2 separate regions of the Gossypium arboreum genome follow, and region 1 is linked to region 2. The links are chromatin contacts, called in public Hi-C maps. All regions are on one chromosome and are shown on one strand. The core of a region is the stretch at or near the end of the contact, and the rest is flanking DNA. Distances in the headings are between cores, read along the strand shown. Region 1 holds the start of LOC108469863 (FT-interacting protein 3-like). Region 2 holds the start of LOC108474523.

Region 1 (2,843 bases), core at 180-2,679, 290 kb before region 2:
TAATAATTTTTATATAAATTATATAATTGTATAATTATAATTTATACTACAAATATGGCATAACAATTACGATATAATTACATTTTATCAACCAAATATATGTAAAAAAATTACAATTTTTATTATTAAACTTTCATTCAACTATTCTATACATATTTAAATATGCAAAAAAATCCTAATTAATTTTACATGAGAACAATTTTACTCATTTAAGTTGTTTTGTACATAATAAAATCAAGTTTGACTAATTTAGGAATTTTTTGGATAGAATACTAAGTTATGAATTTCAAATTTGTTTTCCTCTTTTACTGTAAATAATTGTATTTTTATTTCCCAAAACTAATTAGCTGGTGTTATTAAATGTTAGCACATTGAATAAGGAAAGCATGAATACTAGTCCTTGAACCAAAAAGTTTTGCTTTATTCTATTTTGCTTTTTAATTTCCTGTTGATCAACTAAATAAAATCTGGAAAATGAATGGAGGAGGAAAGCCCACAACAAAATTCATTTTTAAAAAATAATTATTTTTATTAATAAAAGCAATACATTAAAACCATTTATCTGGCCAATTGATAAATTATTTTAATTGATACCTAATTATACCCTAAAATTTAATAAAATAAAGAGTTAAAACTTTTCATTTCGTAAAAACATTAATGAACAATGTAACAAATTCATATATTCATTTTTTTTTTTTGAACCAATCATCTAATTTTCAGTTAAGTTGTCAAAATAATTTGAAAAACACGCTAAATTAAATTAAAGAACAGTCAACTAAAGACGACATCGACACGCAATTTGAAAAGAATTACCACACGTGTCAATAAAGTACAGCGCGTGCCATTACGAGCACATTCAAGAGTGTTGAAATTGTATTAAAAAGAAAAAAAAAACGTCAACACCCGTATCGTTGTCGTATAAGATTAGAAGTGAAAAACAAGGTCGATATTTCTTGAAAGACCCTTTTTTATACTTTTTTTCATTTTTAATCCTTCTATTGTAATTTGACCCTTTCTGATCCTATATTTTCGAAATAGGTGGTTATTTTTTTGTTAATTTTTTCAGATAATTTGGAATGGTTTAATTTTAAAAATATGATGATTTGGCATATAAATTTTGATATTTTTATATGGTAACAATTTTTTACACGTTTAAAGAAAAGAAAACTGTATAATATTTATCCAAAACTAAAAATAATTGCAAAGTATACATGCCGCAGCATCATATATTTTAAAAAATCCAAGTGAAATTATTTAATAAAATTTAAAAATACACATTTTGAAAAAGTAAAAGGTTAAAAATGACAAATTTTAGCACATAAACTAAATTTCCCAAGAATGTTACAGGGACTTTCGTGAAATTTAACCAAAAGGGAAAAAAGGAAAGTTGGAAACTGATAATTAAATTTAAACAGTGAATCCCTTCTTATTTCGTTTTGATTTTTCTTTAATTTATCTCCATCATCTTCAGAAAAAAACATTTCATTTTACTCGTTTTAGACGACTCTCTGATATTCTCTCGGTCAAACTGTATTTTATTTCTAAATTTTTAAATTAATCTCCTTCTCTCCTAAGTTTCATAGATGCTATCATATACACTCCTTTCAAGCTTCCTTTCACTTTCCTAACAGAGCTTTCAGCTTTTAAAACAGAGGTCAGTTGTTTTTAATCTCTTTAAATTCCCTTAAATTCTTTTCTTCTTGTTCGATGATTTTATTTAATTTTTATTGTGTATTCGGGGTTTTTTCTACTCTTGGTATCTGATTGTTGGGTGTTCTTTGAAACCTGAAAAAAGTAAGCTGATTCTTCCTTTTCTTTCTTCAAACTTTAAAAAAAAAAAAAATAGACGCTTTTCATAGAGGAAAGTTTTTGCTATAAGTTTCTTAAATAACAAAAAAAAAAAACCCAGTAATTGTTTCCCAGAAGGAAACATAGACTGAGCTTTGATTTTGTAAAAGGATCAAAAAGATCCTATGTGTGTGTATATATATATTCTGATGTGAAACTAAAGTATGGTATCTTTCTCTCAGAATCTTGCTTTAGTATGAGAAAAAAATTCATGGAATTATTTCCCCTTTTTAATCTCTGACTGGAATCTCAACTTTCCTTTTTCATAATTTTACATGATAAAATTACAGATTATATACTGCTTTGTTGTCAAGAATTTGGAGAATTTAAATTGAAAAAAATAGTTATTTATATATAAAAAAATTCATTGCAGTTTCATGCTAATTCTCATTATACTGGGTTCTTGTTGTATTAATTTGTTGTGTTTTGCGCTTTTTTGCATTTTCAGTGCTTATATCCTTTCGATATTGCTTGCTTATTTGTTCATGGAGGGACTGAAATTCATCTGTTTTAAATTCATACATGAATTATCATTGTTAAACTGTTAGTTTTCTTTTTATTTCAGGTATTATTTTGATCGACTTCAATTATCGATAGTCAATAAAGTGATTTCTGGTTCCGGTTTGATTGATACAAACTATGAGTAGTCTCAAGTTGGGGGTGGAGGTGGTGGGGGCGCATGACCTGTTAGCCAAAGATGGGCAGGGATCATTCTGTGCCTTTGTGGAGCTCGAGTTCGATGGCCAGAGATGCCGGACCACTACTAAAGAGAAAGATCTCAATCCGGTATGGAACGAGAGTTTCTATTTCAATGTATCGGATCCAAACAAGTTGTCAAGCCTCCCACTTGAAGCTTTTGTTTACAACCATAACAAAGCAAACAACGCGAAGACTTGTCTTGGGAAGGTTCGACTCACTGCACCATCGTTCGTGAATTACTCCGATGCGGTTGTTTTGCACTACCCTCTTGAGAAACGAAGCATTTTCTCCCGTGC
Region 2 (3,002 bases), core at 396-2,895:
ACTCATAATTTAATCTAGATTTTTTATTTTAATGTCAAACATATTTCATGTGTTATTATGATTAATTAGTTTCAAACAATATGTTTGATTGTTTATTGTATGTTATTTCTAAACACACATTTGTATTCTAAATCTATGGTTTTAACACACATATTTCTAGTATATAATAATTAATCAAAACCTTAAAAAGGGCTACACTGTTAGTCACTAAACTATGGGTAAATTTTTTTTTTGTCATTTAACTAAAAAAAGTTACAATTTGGTCACTGAACTATTCAAAAGTTTTCATTTAAGTCATTGAACTATTAAAATTGATGCTATATATAGCTTTCTCTATTTGCATTGCTTGCACCAATCAAAAGCTCTTTTTTCTCTTCTCCTCTACAGTTTAGTTTTTTTCATGAAACAATTTTGAAAGTCACAAATTTACAAACTAAAATTCAAATAACTTTTTTCTTCGATCTTTGACATTGACTGTCAAATCGGCTTAAATCTAAGGAATGTTCTTTTACTCGTTGATGGATATTGACCCATCGTACCTATCAGCGAAACTATTTAAAAAAAAAAAACTTAACAGCCCAATGACTTAAATGGAAACTTTTGAATTAATTTTTAACTTTTTTTAATTAAGTAATCCAAACAAAAACTTACCTATAGTTTAATAACTAATGGTGTAATTTACTCCTAAAAAAACAGTGGGGATAAAGTATTTTTGAATGTGGAATTATCAATTTATCAAGTAAGGCAATTACATGCCTTACCTTTTCATCACCCAACCTAAAGTAGACTAATCTAATGTCTGAGCCACTTGACAAGACTAGAAGGACTGTCTGAAAAATGAAAGAATTTAGATAAAAATATAAATTCATAAAATAGATTTGAACAAAAAATTAAATCTCATTTTTTAAATAGACCGGACTTCAAGTAAGATTTTTTAGTGCAGGAGCAGCCAGCCCAAACAATACTTATTAAATCATATTTTTGGCAAATTAAGCATTTACTGGATTGGGCTTTGAAATTTGAAAACCAGGATACTTGTTTGAAAATAGGGCTTCCTCTTTTTCTTTTTTTTTCCCTCTGTCCAATACTCCAATCTGTCGTTCCTTCTTTTGAACAAAAACCAATTTCTAAAACTAAAACCCTAATTTCTCACTTTCACTTTCATCATACGCTACGCCCCCTTCAAGTTCTCTAAATCTTCGCATCTTTCGTCGGCTTCACCGTCTCAGATCTCCGGCGCAACTGGTCTTGGACTGATGGAAGGGAAAGTTGAAGGCCTGAGCATATAACTCTGTTTCAACCATAAATCGTATATGTTAAAAAAACTTAAAACATTAAATTTATCATATTTTTTCCAACTTGATTTCAGAGTATTTTTTTTCTCAAGTAAAAAAAAAAAAAAAAAGGTCATCTCAAATACCATATCATTACACCTCAACGGAAATTAAATTTAGAAATTTACTAAATTTCGATGGAAAGCACAAAAATAATTTCATTCCTGTTGTAATTCGGGTCGGGGCTCCATTGGGCCTGTTAACCAAAAATTTCAGAAATCCATAATTGCTGAGAAACAAAAACGAAGGAAGTTTCAACCATTTGGACCCAATAATAAAATGGGCCGAACCAGTTGAGCCATTAATTTCCAGTCAATAGTTAAGTAACTAGCAAGAAAGCATACGCGCATGGAAGCAGCGAATGGAATGATTCCATTTGCGTAGATTCTCTGAAGCCAACTCAAAGTCTCAAAAACAAGCGAAAATGTGTTTGACTAGCAGGTACTAACAAACAAAGCTTTATAGCCGATTCAGCCATGGCTTCTTTTTCAAGCTTTTGTCTCTTCTTTCTCCTTTGCTAATTAGAAAGGTAGCTGTGTACCCATAAAACAAACCCCACCATTAAGCTTCTTCAATGTTCACATACCCCAAATCCTCATACCCTTTCTTTTTCCTTCTTGAATTCCCCCTTTTTTTGATTCAAAGTTTTCTCCTTTTATTTTAAAATTTTTGATCTTTTTTTCTGTCCATCACTTTTTATTCAAATCCCAAGGTGAAATTATAAGAATTTTCTTGTAGTTTCTTCCTGATCATCTGGAATTCCCTTCTTCATCTTCTCTTTTGGTTGACACGTGAACCAACTTAGGATTTTTCAGAGCCTATTGATTGGCTAGTTCCTTTGAAAACTTAAGTTACCCTTTACAGTTTCCACCATTGATTTTTTTTTTTAAAAAAAAAGCCCTGCTTTTGTATTTATTTCATATTGTTTAATCTTTACATTGATCCATGGTGTGTTATTAAATGTGTTTGATTCATAGGGGAGCCTATGTCAATCGCCTGTTGCTGTCCCGTCCTTGAATGTGTCTACTGTTTAGCCTGTGCTCGTTGGGCATGGCAGAAATGTCTATACACTGCTGGCCATGAAAGCGAGCACTGGGGTTTAGCCACAGTGGAAGAATTTGAGCCAGTCCCACGTCTTTGTCGTTTAATTCTAGCTGTTTATGAAGATGATCTCCATAACCCGCTTTGGGCACCCCCTGGAGGTTATGGCATTAACCCTGATTGGGTTTTTTTAAGAAGAAATGACCAAGAAACTCAAGGCCGAGCTCCACCTTACATGATTTATTTAGATCATGAAAATGCTGATATTGTGTTTGCTGTTAGGGGACTTAACTTAGCCAAGGAAAGTGATTATGCTGTTTTGCTTGATAACAAACTGGGGCAGACCAAATTTGATGGTGGATATGTCCACAACGGGTTATTGAAAGCCGCCGAGTGGGTTTTTGATGCCGAGTGTGAGGTTTTAAGGGAATTACTTAAGAAGAATCCTAGCTACACTTTGACATTTGCAGGTCATTCCCTTGGAGCAGGCTTGGTGGCCTTGTTGGTGATGGTCGCCGTTCAAAATCGTAGCAAACTGGGAATCACAGAGAGGAACCGGTTTAGATGCTACGCCATTGCTCCCGCTCGGTGTATGTCGCTCAATTTGGCGGTTCGATATGCAGATGT

Evidence for each region. A called contact is a pair of places that touch in the nucleus more often than the background predicts.
Region 1: a contact with region 2 is called in a Hi-C map of leaf, with 6 times the contacts expected there. The contact joins the promoter of LOC108469863 here to the promoter of LOC108474523 in region 2. A contact is called at or near these places in 2 of 5 Hi-C or Micro-C datasets (both in leaf).

The regions. Positions count from the first base shown.
Region 1 is chr8:24,590,514-24,593,356 of ASM2569848v2, reverse strand. LOC108469863 (FT-interacting protein 3-like) reads left to right here and starts at 1,429. Exons shown (of 2, transcript XM_017770936.2): 1 at 1,429-1,654; 2 at 2,414-2,843. The coding sequence starts at 2,488.
Region 2 is chr8:24,305,158-24,308,159 of ASM2569848v2, reverse strand. It overlaps LOC108474523, which reads left to right and starts at 1,645. Exons shown (of 6, transcript XM_017776471.2): 1 at 1,645-1,775; 2 at 2,312-3,002. The coding sequence starts at 2,320.